Regions from separate parts of the Mus musculus genome. Here region 1 is linked to region 2. The links are chromatin contacts, called in public promoter capture Hi-C maps. All regions are on one chromosome and are shown on one strand. Each heading gives the region's core, a stretch centred on a gene start, on an enhancer-like site or on the middle of the called end of the contact. The rest is flanking DNA. Distances are from core to core; before and after follow the strand shown. Region 1 overlaps Myo1e (myosin IE). Region 2 holds the start of Fam81a (family with sequence similarity 81, member A).

Evidence for each region. Promoter capture Hi-C pulls out the DNA fragments that hold promoters and counts their contacts.
Region 1: a promoter capture Hi-C map of liver shows a contact between it and region 2, with 2.2 times the contacts expected there. The contact joins the enhancer-like site here to the promoter of Fam81a in region 2. A contact is called at or near these places in 4 of 39 promoter capture datasets (the HPC-7 cell line, hematopoietic stem and progenitor cells and liver), 1 of 484 Hi-C or Micro-C datasets (liver), 2 of 115 datasets of contacts at active chromatin or transcription factors (the SCID.adh cell line and embryonic stem cells) and 2 of 9 other capture datasets (adipose tissue and pancreatic islet).

Annotation. Positions count from the first base shown.
Region 1 is chr9:70,230,270-70,236,936 of GRCm38.p6, forward strand. The region is part of intron 1 of Myo1e (myosin IE); the gene reads left to right. The region is part of intron 1 of Gm26849 (a long non-coding RNA gene); the gene reads right to left. Among named protein-coding and RNA genes, the nearest start is that of Gm26849, 9.5 kb to the right of the region's middle. Within about 2 kb of position 1,997, at least 37 of the 459 cell types and tissues checked have an H3K27ac peak or open chromatin away from gene starts, as enhancers often do. A contact at or near this core is called in liver, where this site is marked.
Region 2 is chr9:70,138,564-70,145,303 of GRCm38.p6, forward strand. Fam81a (family with sequence similarity 81, member A) reads right to left here and starts at 2,994. Exons shown (of 9, transcript NM_029784.2): 1 at 2,750-2,994.

The DNA of each region.
Region 1 (6,667 bases), core at 747-3,246, 91 kb after region 2:
TTGATTCCATACCATCGCTATGAAAATAGAGTTGAATTTTAAGTAATGACTTATTCATTTATTCATTCAGTACGTAGCCCAGGCTGGCCTCAGCTCAGGATCTTTCTGTCTCTTTGCCCTAAGTGCTGGGATTATATGAGTTAATTTATTTATCTATTTATTTATTTATTTATTTATTTATTTATTATGTGAGTACACTGTTGCTCTCTTCAGACACACCAGAAGAGGGCATCCCATTAGAGATGGTTGTGAGCTACCATGTGGTTGCTGGGAATTGAACTCAGGACCTCTGGAAGCCCAGTCAGTGCTCTTAACCACTGAGCCATCTCTTCAGCCCCTAATTTTTTTTTTTAACCTATGTATGTAGACCTGACTGACCTGGGGTTCGCTGTGTAGACCAGGTTAGCCTCACAGCCTCAAACTCATGTGATCCTCCTGTTTCTGTCTCCTGAGCACTGTGACTGCAAGCATGGGCCTCCCATAGGATAGAAAACATTTTTTGACGAACCAGTTTGTTTCACGTAATTTAAATGTCCTGCATAATTTAAACTTCTCATAGAGAAGGTTTTTGTAAAGTTAGAGTTGAGAGCAAGGAAAACCACTCTTTCTTTTCAGCCTTTATACCCCACCAGTCCCACCCTCCTGAGTTTCCACACTACAGTCTGTCTGCATCCCCAGGAACATCTCAGCAGAGGCTAGAGCCCGCCTTGGTTGAAGAATTTGAAAGTGACCTCCTTTTCTTTTCTTTGAAGAAATTTAATTTATTCCCACTCAATTGTATTTTAATAGGTTTTTAATTTTTTTCTTTTTTAAAACTATTATTGTAAGATTTTGTGTTTGTGTATGTGAGAAAGAGATGCAGACAGACAGATGCAGGCGCAGAAGCAGCTGTGGGTGTGAGTGTGGGGGTCAGAAGACAATTTGGGGGATTGATTCTCTCTGTATAGCCCTGGCTGTCCTGGAACTCACTTTGTAGACCAGGCTAGCCTTGAACTCAGAAATCCACATGCTTCTACTTCCCAAGTGCTGGGATTAAAGGCATGCGCCTCCACCACCCGGCTCCCTCCCTTCCTTTCTTTCTTCCTTCCTACCTTCTTTCCTTTCTTCTGAAGTCTTTTGTATCCTAAGCTGGCCTTAAATTTGTTATGTAGCGAAGGATTATCTTGAAACTCCTGACCCCTGCCTCTACCTCCTAACTGCTGGAGATGCAGATATGCACAGCCATGCCTAGTTTGTGTGATGTTGGGGGCGGGGGTGTCAAATCCAGGGCTTTATACATGTTAGCAAGGACTATACTGCCCGAGACACATCCACAGCCCCTCAGTATCATGCATATTTAAGTTGTGTTCTGGATGCCATATATTTAATTCTCAACTTTCTGTAGTTGAGGATCTTTAGAAAGAAGAACCTGGGAGTTGACTATGGGAAAGAAAAGGAAAATATTGATAGGAAGAGGCAAGTGGGTGATGGGAAATTAAAAGTAGAGAGAGGGTCTGGGAAGAGAAGCCTGGGGTCCTGGAACTGCTCTTTTGTGACTTAGAATGAGGTTGACCCGGAAGAGTGATTGGCAGGCAACTAGACCACTCAGATGTGGAGGACTTACCTGAAGGAAATTCCACCTTCAGTTATCTTGTATTTTAAATATAATGGTTAGAGGCCCAGGCATGGTGAAACATATCTATGTTATACAGAAAACCTATCCCACAAGTGTTATCATTCCACAGTATGATCAGGACAGCTGGAGAAGACCTGGGAAGGGTCTCTGTGTTGGAGGAAGATGGATGGGAGCTGTTTAGTACCTGACAGGACTAATTCAAGATGAGTAAGACATCTTGGATCGTTTCCTTATGGAGTGAGTGCCGACCGCACAGCTTAAAAGTCTGCCTTTAAATATTGATGAGATCTTGTGGTTTCACCCATTAAACTCTTGCATGGTTTTCCCATTGCATCATAACTTTTACTCAAAGGGGTCAGAGACCTCGATGCTCTTGCCTTGTGATAGGTTACAGACCTTTGGCCCTCCCTACCCCCGGCAGACTCTATTTCCTCTCCATCACTGCAGACGGTGGGCTGTGTGAGGACTTCCACCAAGCACAGTGGCCAATCCTGGTAATTGGTTGGCAAACTCAAGAGAGTTTGCTCTGCCCAGCATGGACCCGAGAATCAGGAATGTACTGTGTTCTGTGGAATCCATTCCATCTCCTCTCTGAAGCAAAAGGAAACTTTCAACACTGACCTAGTTTATGTGGCTATTATAAAACTCCCCTATTTAATGAAAGTGGAGAGCAATTCTAAACAGAAGCAGCTACCAGACTTCTAAAGTCTCTCCCCATCTCTAAAGTTCCATTCTACTTACTCATTGCACACACAGCTCTTGCTAAGGACCAGATGCAGTTACACCTACTTAGTAGCCGGATCTGCCTACATCACCAAGCTCAATTCCTGCAGAAGAACTGAGCTTGATTAACCTATACTCTTGGGTGACATTTATCCATGGAGAAAAAAGAAACACAGCTTCCTCTAACCATGCTAGCCACATCATGAAGAGAGACAAGGGGTGTGCTCAAGCCATTTACAGCATTACCCAGGGGAACGGTTGTTCTAAGCTTGGGTTTTGCATAGTCCTGTAACAGCTTTGTGAGCATGGTACTTGGAGCAAGGTACACAGTATGAACATTCTTTTAAGTCTGGTGGGTCTGATCTATGCCAAACCGGAACATGGGTTTTACATGATTAAAAAAAAAATCATGATTATTCATCCTTAGAAAAATCGTAATCAGATCCATTGTTGATGGATCTGGATAATGGCCTCCATTGCTGAACAAAGCCAGTTCTTTCTTTCTTTCTTTCTTTCTTTCTTTTTTTTTTTTTTTTTTTTTTTTTGGTGTGGTTTTTTGAGACAGGGTTTCTCTGTGTAGCCCTGGCTGTCCTGGAACTCACTTTGTAGACCAGGCTGGCCTAGAACTCAGAAATCCACCTGTCTCTGCCTCCCGAGTGCAGGGATTAAAGGTGTGTGCCACCACTGGCCGGCACAAAGCCAGTTTCTTGGTAATTCCTATATATGTTGTTTTCAGACCTCTGGTGGACCTGACTTAGCTAGAGGAAAGAATTGTTCTCTAAAAAGCGTGCAGGATCAGCTGCAGGCTTGACTCCTGTTTGTGTCTTGGGCAGCTCTGTCTGTTTCCATACCTGTGAGATGGAAGTATTCGTGTTCATTTTCAGACTCAGGGTTTAGAGGGTCTACTGTTGAATTATTGTAGAGTTCTCATATGGCCACACAACTAAAGCCAAGCCCTACTTATAGAAAGCCATAATTTAAAAATAAAAGACATCATGGTATTCTGAGTCCTAATAGTCCCATGATAGGCACAAACGGACATTAAACACATGGGTTTTGGTGGTGTTTGTTTTTGTTTATAGAGATAGGGTCTTAAGACTGGTTTTGAATTTTTGGTTCTCCCTCAGCCTCTTGAGTGCTGGGTTTATAGGTGTAAATGCCCCTTTCTGCTCCAAGGTTTTCTGTTTGTTTGTTTGTTTGTTTGAATGGCAGGGGGCAGGGGTGTGTGCCACAGTGCACGGTGGAGGTCAGAGGGCAACTCGTGGGAGTCATCCTTTTCCTTCCACTGTGTGGATGGATCTCAAGGGTTAAACTCAGGTCATCTTCAGGCTCCGTGCTAAAGTCCCTTTACTTATGAGCCACCTTAGTGAGCCATTGTTTTGTTTAATCCAGAAAGAAAAATCTCTAAGCCTTTATATTCACTGGGTATATAGTAGGGAGAAGATGGCCTATAGGACCTGCTGAGGACTCTCTTATTCTTTCACACTGTATACAATGTATCTCGATTGTATCCAGACCAAGAATCCTGGTCACAGATGAATTCCCCTTCCACTTTCTTGTCTTTTCTTTTGTATCATCTGAGAGAACCTTCCACCTGAGTGTAGCCAGCACGGTGTGTATCCTTCTTCCACACAGGTTGAGTCCTTTCCTATTGTCCTTGGGGATTGGCTTCTGTGCAGAAGAGCCCACCTCATCTTTCATACAAAAGCTAATTGGTAAATAAAGGCTCAGCTGTCTGATAGCAACCAGTTTCAGGGGCATAAGGTCCAATGAGCTTTAAAAGTGAGTCCATCCTAGTGTCTATGTAACTAGAAAAAGCAGGTGTCGGACTTCAAAGAGATGCGAGGATAGCCCAGCCAGGTCTCTTGTGTTTTTTTTTTTTCCAGCCAAGAGCATCATGTGGCAAATGCAGGAGATGAAGGTGCAAAGCCGCCCTTGATGTAGGACCAAGTCCGGTTTTTATTGTTCTTCATATTCGACATAGATTTATTGATGTAAAAACCATGCTGTCCTGATGTGGTCACCATCTGCTTTCAAAATCCCTCAAATCTCAAATTCTGACAGTGTCTGGCAGGTCCCTGTGTGTGCTTGCCAGCGAAGTGCCTCAGTGTGGCTTCAAGTGATTTTAACAAATTCTTTGATGATAGTCCACCTTTTACTGGGAAAAACTCCCGCACATCTACTAACCTGTACCAAAGCTTATTCTATTTAGTTTTACCATCTAATTTATACTTTGTTTATTCATCAAGAAACAAAGTTGTGGGCTATTCAAGAGATGAGAGAGAAAATTTTTTCCCAGTAGTCTTACCTTCCACCAGAGTGTCCTTGTTTTTCTCATGTATAGTTTGACAATGTGTGATTAGTTTTAACTGTCAACTTGCTAGGTTACAACCTATAATCTCCTAGGAAGAGGGCCCGAGTGAGGAGTTGCCTGAATTAGGTTGGCCTGTTGTCGTGTCTGGAGGTATTGGTTTGATTATTAGTTGATGTGGGAAGACCCAGCCCATTGTGGGTGGAACCATCCCCTAGACAGAGGGGCGGGAACTATGTAAGGCCGGAGAAAGCTAGAAGCAAGAAGCAGGCAGGATGGGTGCTTTTGTTTCTCTCTGATCAGCACTGTGGATGTGATGCGACCACTGCTTGAGTTCCTGCCTTGACTGGGACATAGCCAAGTAAGCCCTTTCCTCTCCTAAATTGCTTTGATCAGGGTGTTTTATCCCAGCTACAGAAATTAAGCTAGCAACGCCTATTCTGGTATGAATATCTCTTTAATATGGTCCTTTTTACTTTCCCTTCAGTGTTGGAGATCAAACTCAGCATAGAGTTTGAATAGTTTGCATAGGCAAGCACCCTGCCACTGAGCTACACACCCAGCCCTGACAGTCTTTGTACTAACTTTTTAATCAAAGACTATGAAAGACTCCACTATTCCTACTAATGTATTTGTTGAAACTTTCTAAGTCCTACTCTCTGCTAGGGTTTGTAGCTATATTTTGTAACTAGTTTTCTCCTGTCTGCATGGTAATTTCCTCCCAAGCTTCTGGAAGCGTGGCCTGTAGATGAAGCATACACAGATGGGTGGAGCGAAGTGTTGAGGGTTTTATGCTGATCTAGAAAGCAAATACTTCTAATAGGTAGCAAGATTTGGTGAGTTTCCAGCTGTCGAGATGGCTCAGTGGATAGAAAGCTCTTGCTATGCCAGCCTGTCAGTCTGCTTGAGTTCAACCCCCAGAGCCCAAGGAAAAGTAAGAGAGCCATCTGCGAAAAGTTGTCCTCTGACCTCCACCCACATGATACACAAGTCCACATCCTCACACACACACACACACACATACACACACACACACACACACACACACACACACACACACACATATACAAGTATACACACATATACAATACCATGCACAGACACATACACATGCACAGGCACTTGAGAACATACACACATACACATGTGCATTGGTACGTTTAAAAGGATTGGAGGTGCCTTCTCTCGGGTGTTCTCTATATCTTTTCTTTGAGACAAGGTCTCATGTAGACAAGGCTAGCCTCCGGCTCTCCCTGTACTTGAGAACGACCTTGAGTTTTTTGCGTTTTGTTTTTGTTTTTTAATTCTTTTGCCTCTTCAGTGCTGGAATTACAGATATGAGCCGCCACACCCTCTTCATATGGTTCTGGGGATCAAACCCAGGACTTCGAGCCCGCTAGACAAGCATTCTACCAACGAAGCCATGTCCCCAGCCCTCTCTACAGGTTTAGAACCACACTGCTGTCTGTGTGACTGGAAGGACTGCCGAAGCATTTGTCAAGTAGCACCAGCAATAGTTTGATTACTGCCATCAGATCCCACCAATGCCGTCCGTTACCAGGGCAGTGGGTATGAGCCATTCAGTAGCGTTTTCCTGTTTAGGTCCCAGGAGGCATCTGAATTGTTGAGGCTTTGAAGGGCAAGATTCTGCTGATGTTGAGTGGAGGCATATTCCTCTAATCTGAGATTATGTTAGTCAAGCAAGCTGAACCAGTAGGAAGCAGGCTCTGCACTCCTGCTCCTGTGGTCTGTAGGGAGGCAGAAGCTCCGCCTCCCAGCAGTCTTTCCCTAGGACTTGGCATACTGACGCAGTCCCTTAGTTTGCTAAGTTAGTAAATTAATTAATATTCAAATTAAGAAAAACTCCCAAGTATAAAATAAGACTCCAAGCTGGGGAGATGGCTCAGTGGATAAGAGGACCTGTCCTGTAAGCATAAGGACCTGAGTTCAAATCCCTAACATAGAAAGTCAGGCCCAGGTACTTGTACCCACATACAGAGACAGCCGGATCCTGAGAG
Region 2 (6,740 bases), core at 1,744-4,243:
TGATGGTTAAAGCCAGGCACAGTAGGTGGAAAGATTCAGTGATGTGGGAAGGTTCTTAAAGGTCAATTTTAGAGGTTGAAAGAAAATGCAGGCAGAGCCATAAGGGTCAAGGCAGAGCCATGGGGAGGGGTCAAAGGCGGAGCCACAGAGGTCAAAGCGGAGGCACTGCCAGTCCATTGAGTGGGAGAGCGGCAGCCTAAACCCAAAATCCCTAGCAAAGCTGGCAGAGCAGAGAATGAAGCCAGCTGCTCCTGAGTTCGTTGTTTATGACTTTTTCTGAGCCTCAAGTGAAGTAGTTTCCCTGCCTGAGTGAGCAACAGTCACCAGACAGGCTATTTTCTCCCCCTCCTCCCTCCTCTGTTTTTTTTCTAGACAAACAAACAAATAAACAAAAAAGAAATTAAAAAAAAAAAGTTGTGTGTGTGTCCCAGCACACACTGCCACTTAGAAGAGTCATTCTGTTCTTATACTGTGCTCAGATTCTGAACCTCTGGCTTGGGTTGTCCATCTTGGTGACAGGTGCCTTTCTCTGCTGAGCCATTTTGCTAACCTAAGCCTTGTTTTTTTGTTTGTTTGTTTGCTTGTTTTATAGAAAGGGTTTTGTTTGTTTGCTTGTTTTTGGATTTTTAAGGTCCTACAACACCCTAATGATTCCATCTTGATATTTGAGAGACTAAATAAACCCTGTCTTTTTCAAAATGTGCAGAGCAATTCTGAAGGGCCACCAGGTCTGGCAAGTACCAAACCAGGAACACAGGAATGAGGGTCTTGAGAAGACAGTATCACATTCTAAGAGTTAATACGTTGGAGGTGGCACTAAAGAATATGGGCAAGGTCATCCTGGTTCTCAGAAGAGGTGTTGTGAAGGAGGCTGTGCTCACACCCTGGCAGAGGGGAGAAGGGGGGTGGGGAGAGACAGGCTCGGAGACAGGAAATGAAAATACAGGAGTGGGCTGCAGGATACATGAGAGGAGACACGGTGGGTTAGCAGCCAGCACGGGTAGGAGAATGAGTCCTTTGCCAACGAAGGATCTAAGGTCCAGGACTTGTGGGTCTTTAAAGGGGTTGTAGGCTCACAGGCAGAATTCTTGAGCAATGAGGACTTTTGTATCTGTATGCTAATGCGATTTCTAATATGTAAACCATTAAAGATTTCTAAGCCCTCAGGTAGCTGAGCTGGCAAAAGCTTACTAACTGGAAACTTGGCTTCCCAGCTCACAGTTTTACAGAGAGAGTCAGATTTCCATGGATATCAAGAGTGTCCTTGGAACACAACGTCAGAGGCATCTCAACAGTCCAGTGATGGGAGTCATGGGGACCTGTTGTGGCCCCTTGGAGGAAAGGGAAGTTTATGGATGAAAAATGGCCTCTGTGTCATTTTTAGTTCCAGCCAGTGCTAAAATTAGAAAAAATACCACAGCCTGTAAGTCACCTCTACACACACACACACACACACACACACACACACACACACAAGCCAAGGTAGATACAATGTGCATTTCTTAATAAAGAACGTATTTACTCTCAGAAAGCTAATTCGTTAATTTTTTAATTACATTTATTCGTTTAGCTCCTGTGCCTTGTGTGGGTGTGGAGGTCAGAGAACAAGTTGTGGGGGTTGGATGATTCTCTCCTTTCACAATGTGGGTTCCAGAGATCAAACCCAGGTCCTCAAGTTTAATGGCAAAGACCTTTACCCCACCCCCACCCCCCACCGAGCCATCTTGCTAGCCCCCTAACCCCAAATCTCCAAAGAACAATGCAAATGTCTGGCCCTAGTTCTAAGTGATTCCCTCTGTAGATCCAAACCAGTTCAACATTATTTCTGTGAAATAACCTCTTAACAGCATACACAGACTTTAAGCTGAGTGCACGCATGCGCATGTCACACACACACACACACACACACACACACACACACACACACACACACAGCTTCTGCACATTGAAGAAATGACTCACTTAATTTGCCACTGCCTGCCACTACTGGGTTTTGATTTTACCTGTTCAGACACAAAGTTTCCTATCAGATCAACTACAGGAAAGAAGTATTTGGCAGCTTGGACCCTGATTGGGTTCAGGACTTAAGTGCACCGAAGGGATTTTAATCTATGCATTTTAAGGAGCCTTTCCGGACCCCAGACTGTTCCCTCCATAAAATGGTAACATTTCTTGCTACTTTGGGAGCCAGCTCATTGGAAACCCCTTGCGGAATAAATATGGTTAAGTCTTGCATCCCCAGAGGGTCCCTTCCTCAGCTCACAGTACCAGCAAAACAGCCTTGTGCTGCAACTGGAAAGAACCAGAGCCCTTCCTTTCAAAGGATGAAAACCAGAGAATCCGCGGGAGCAATGTGGCTAACCCACCCAAGGTCACTCAGCTCCAACTGTGAATGATAGACTTGCCCCTAGTCCTGGCAAACTCTGCACACCCTTGGCTCTCCTCAAACAGTCCCTCGGGGGCCTCTTCTGTCTGCTAGCTTGCAGCCCCCGCGAAGATGCAATGCCACTTGCGCTCTGCGCCTAACTTCAGCCCTGCGCGTCAGCATTCAGTTAACCCTCTCGCGTCCAGAGTGTCACGCGGGGCACACGAGGCTTCATCCCTCACCCCCTCTCCCCAGCACTATCCCATGCCTATCCATGGAGTGGTTGCTCCAAGGTCACATCGACGGTCCCTGCGGAAGCACCCGCCGCTTGAGTCTAGAGGATGCCCGGACATGTGGGGAGGGGAGACACCTCTGAAGACTCACCCGCGCGCGGATCTGGCGCGCCGAGGCTGCCCATGTCGTCGCCGGCGCTCTGGGTGCGGTGGCCGCGAGCGCGGGGCTTTGCGGGGCGAACCCGGCTGCGGGCCCGCGCTCCAATCAGCGCGCGCGCGGCCCGGCCCGGGGTTCGCGGCTCCCCCACCCTGGAAGGGCGCGAGCCGCCGCGCGCCTCCCAGAGCCTCTTCCGGGCGCGTTGCCTGGACGCGGTTGCCGTGGCAGCCCGAGCTGGAGGCTTTCCCCGCGCGCCCGCGCCCAGCCCGCCGGCGCCCCTCCTCCCACCGCGTTCCCACACTCAAAATAGCCTTTCCGCGGCGCCGCGGGTCCCCACCCAGTTCGCTGCAGGGAGTCAGCGGGCGGGGACTTGCTTACAAGAACCTCAGTCCCGTCGTAGGGCGCGTCGACTTGGAGGCAGAGGTAGGTGTAGGGAAGGATGCTTCAATGAGAGCCCAGCCTTCCAGGTCTCTATGTCATCAATCATTTTCCCGGGAATCCTAGCATCCCTTATGTACCAAGCCTGGTTCCCACAAAAATAGTTAACTGCTTTTCCCACCTCAAACTGGGGAGAAGTTAGGGGTGAGACCACAGTCCAGGAAACAGCTCCTTCCAGCGCCACACCTGCACAGGTGATGGAACCCTCCAGGCGACAAGTGTGTATGAGGGAATCACCAAGCCTCGCGCACAAGAGACAGGACCCCTGGGAAAATGCCCGTTTCTCCTCCCAGCCCTCTTCCTACCTTCTGCCTCGCTCCCAGGGAGTTCCAGCTTTGCTCTCCTTCCCATCAGTGCTGGATCCTCAGCAGGAATCACTCACAATTTTGCTTCCTCTCCGTAAGGTGGGGTTTAAGAAGAGTGGAGGATCCCACCTTTGCTCACCTCACTGCGTCTGGTTCATAGCTCTTACGTAGAGGCATGGGCTTACCCAGTGTAGGTGCTCCTGTCTGGCGGCTCTCCTCTGCCCCCAATTCAAAGGAAGCTAGGAAGAACGCAGGCTGTGCAGCCACTTGGGAAAGCTCTGGTCTTGGAATTCTCGATCCTGTAGTTATTTATGTGTCGTCTTGGGTGTTCTGTAATTAACTCGCCTGTAAAGTAATAACTCCCCAAAACACACACACACACACACACACACACACACACACACACACACACACACACACAGAGAGAGAGAGAGAGAGAGAGAGAGAGAGAGAGAGAGAGAGAGAGAAAGAGAGAGAGAGACTGCTAAGGTGAAATGGAGAAGATGAAGATGGAGAAGGCAGGGACTCTGCTCCCCTCCCGGCCATTGCAGCCTAACACATATTGATCAGATAGTTAGACGGGTATAAAAAAGACTGCTGACCAGAGGGCATGGCCTTAAGTCCTGTCTCACGGAGATCTCACCTAATAGTGTTCTTTAGTGTGTGATGGTTTATTTCTCTTTCTGTATCACTTGGTGCACAGCGTGTAAATACGGATGGGATCCAATCCCATGGCGAAAGGTTCTCTGAGAATTTCCACCATTTAAGATAAATTTGAGGGGGCGAGGAGATGGCTCAGTAGATAAGTGCTTGCCTTGCAAGTGTGAGGACCTGAATTTCATCCTCTCTGAATTTCATATATATATGTGTGTGTGTGTGCGTGTGCGTGTGCGTGTGCGTGTGTGTGTGTGTGTGTGTAGAGGGGGGAAGAGGGAGAGAGAGAGAGAGAGAGAGAGAGAGAGAGAGAGAACTCGTGTCGTGCACATATTCTCACACAGGCTCCCCACATGCACAAAATAAATAAACATGCCAGCCATGGGGATTTGGTGTTCACTTGTAATTCCAGAGCTGAGGAAGCAGAGACAGGCAGACAGATCAGGGCTCATAGGTCGTGCAGCCTTGCCTTCTTGATGAGTTCTAAGTCTGTCTTTAAAAGGTGGATCATGCCTAATGAATGATATTTGAGGCTGTCCTCTGACCTACACACACACACACACACACACACACACACACACACACACACACGCACGCACAAATGAAACATATTACTTGCCACAGTGTCTGGAAACACAGCTGTTACGATAAAGTGCCAGCTCTCCTCACAATGAGGCCAGAGTCAGGTTCCAAGGCTTTCTACCTGTTCCCATAGGCTGCCTTCTAGCGCAGGGTGTGCCTCTCACAACCAAGACAGTCAGTTCCTGTCCATTTTGTTTCCTTTTCCCTCCTTCTCCCTTCGCTCCCTCCCTATCCTGCTTCATCCTGCCACGGGCCAGGAGTCAAGGAGTCAAGGTCCTAAGAAGGGGTGGGAGTTGTCACTCTGGTGGCTGTCAAAGCATAACTTTATTACCACAAGTCCTCCTCACACTCTGGGGTAAGGCAGGGGAATACCTGGGAGGCGAGAGGGGTTTGCCGTAAGCGCACACACACCCCGACTTAATTTCTTTTTTTAAACAATCATGCTGATTAACATAAGACACCACATATTTAAAGATTCCTTTGCAAGGCCTGATGGCTCATACCTCTAAATCTAGCAGACAGTAGGTTGAGGTGGACTGGACGCCATTGTGATTTCCAGGTGAGCCTGGGTTACAGAGGGGACTCTGTCTTAAAGAAAACAAAAAAGTAAAAACAATTCACTTAATTTTTTTTTAAAAACTATGATACTAGTTCTAAAATTTCAAAAACGGTGTCAAATCAGGCCTGTGACTTCCTGCTTCTCCCCGCTCCCCCTTTTTTTCAGGCAATCTATTTTTAATCCTAATTTAAGCTCCTTACCCCTTTACACACCTGTCAGGTAAATTGCAGTCACGTACTCAATGTTCCAGAATTGTTTGTATTGTAACTCATTATAGAAAATGGCTTTTTTTCCCTTGCCTTACTTTAATTACCAAACCATGAAGTTACCACAAATTATTATATGCTAGCACAGTTTATTACTAAAAAAAAAAAAATTTTTTTTTCAAAGGAAGAAAACTTGACTTGCCTCGCCTTCCCAAAGGACTACAACTGTAAAACTAAAGATGGTTTTCATCAGTGACAGCCCAGCAGGTGAAGGCATAGACAAAATCCTGCCTCAAAAGATAGATCGATCAAGGACAACACCTAATGTCAGTCTTTAACCTCCTTGTGTCCCCACATATGGGAATACACAACTATACATATGTACCACACACACACACACACACACACACACACACACACACACAAGCACACACAAGCACACACATACAAATAAAGTAAAAAAAAGTTGAGGGCCTAGGTTTGTCAAAAGACGTGTTTGTTGGGCCTGGAGAGGTAGCTCAGTGGTTAAGAGCACTGTTTGCCCTTCCAGAGGACCCAGGTTGAATTGCCAGCTCCCACACAGCAGCTCATGGCCACCTGTAATTCCAGTCCCAGGGGATCTGATGCCCTCCTCTAGCTTTTGTGGGCATCCATGTATGGGGTGCATAGACATACATACAAGGTAAAACACCCATCCAAATAAAAAGAATAAAATGTTCAAAAATATTTTTTAAAAATGGTATTTGTAAGAATGTAAAGTAGGGCTGGCAAGAAGGCTCAGCGGCTAAGAGCACTGACTGCTCTTTCAGAGGTCCTGAGTTCAAATCCCAGCAACCACATGGTGGTTCACAACCACCCTTAATGAGATCTGATGCCCTCTTTTGGTGTGTCTGAAGTCAGCTACAGTGTACTTATGTATAATAATAAATAAATCTTTGGAAGAAAAAAAATGTAAAGTAGATGAGCCAAAACCAACGGGATGAGTTCAAGATGAATATATAGAGTTGTTACTAGTCTGCTCCTGGCCTATCCAAACAGTGTAACCCCTGAGGTATCCAGGTCTGTAGGATGTGTCACAAGCTACTTATTCCTAATAACACGGAGCCGAACAATCCTCCTCTTAGGAGCGGTCACACGTGGGAACAAAGCAAAAAAACTTTCCCATAGAGGAACAGTGAGGAAAAGCCAGTGATGTGGGGGTTGGGACCATGTCAGAGAGGGCAAAGACAAAAGGTCCACAG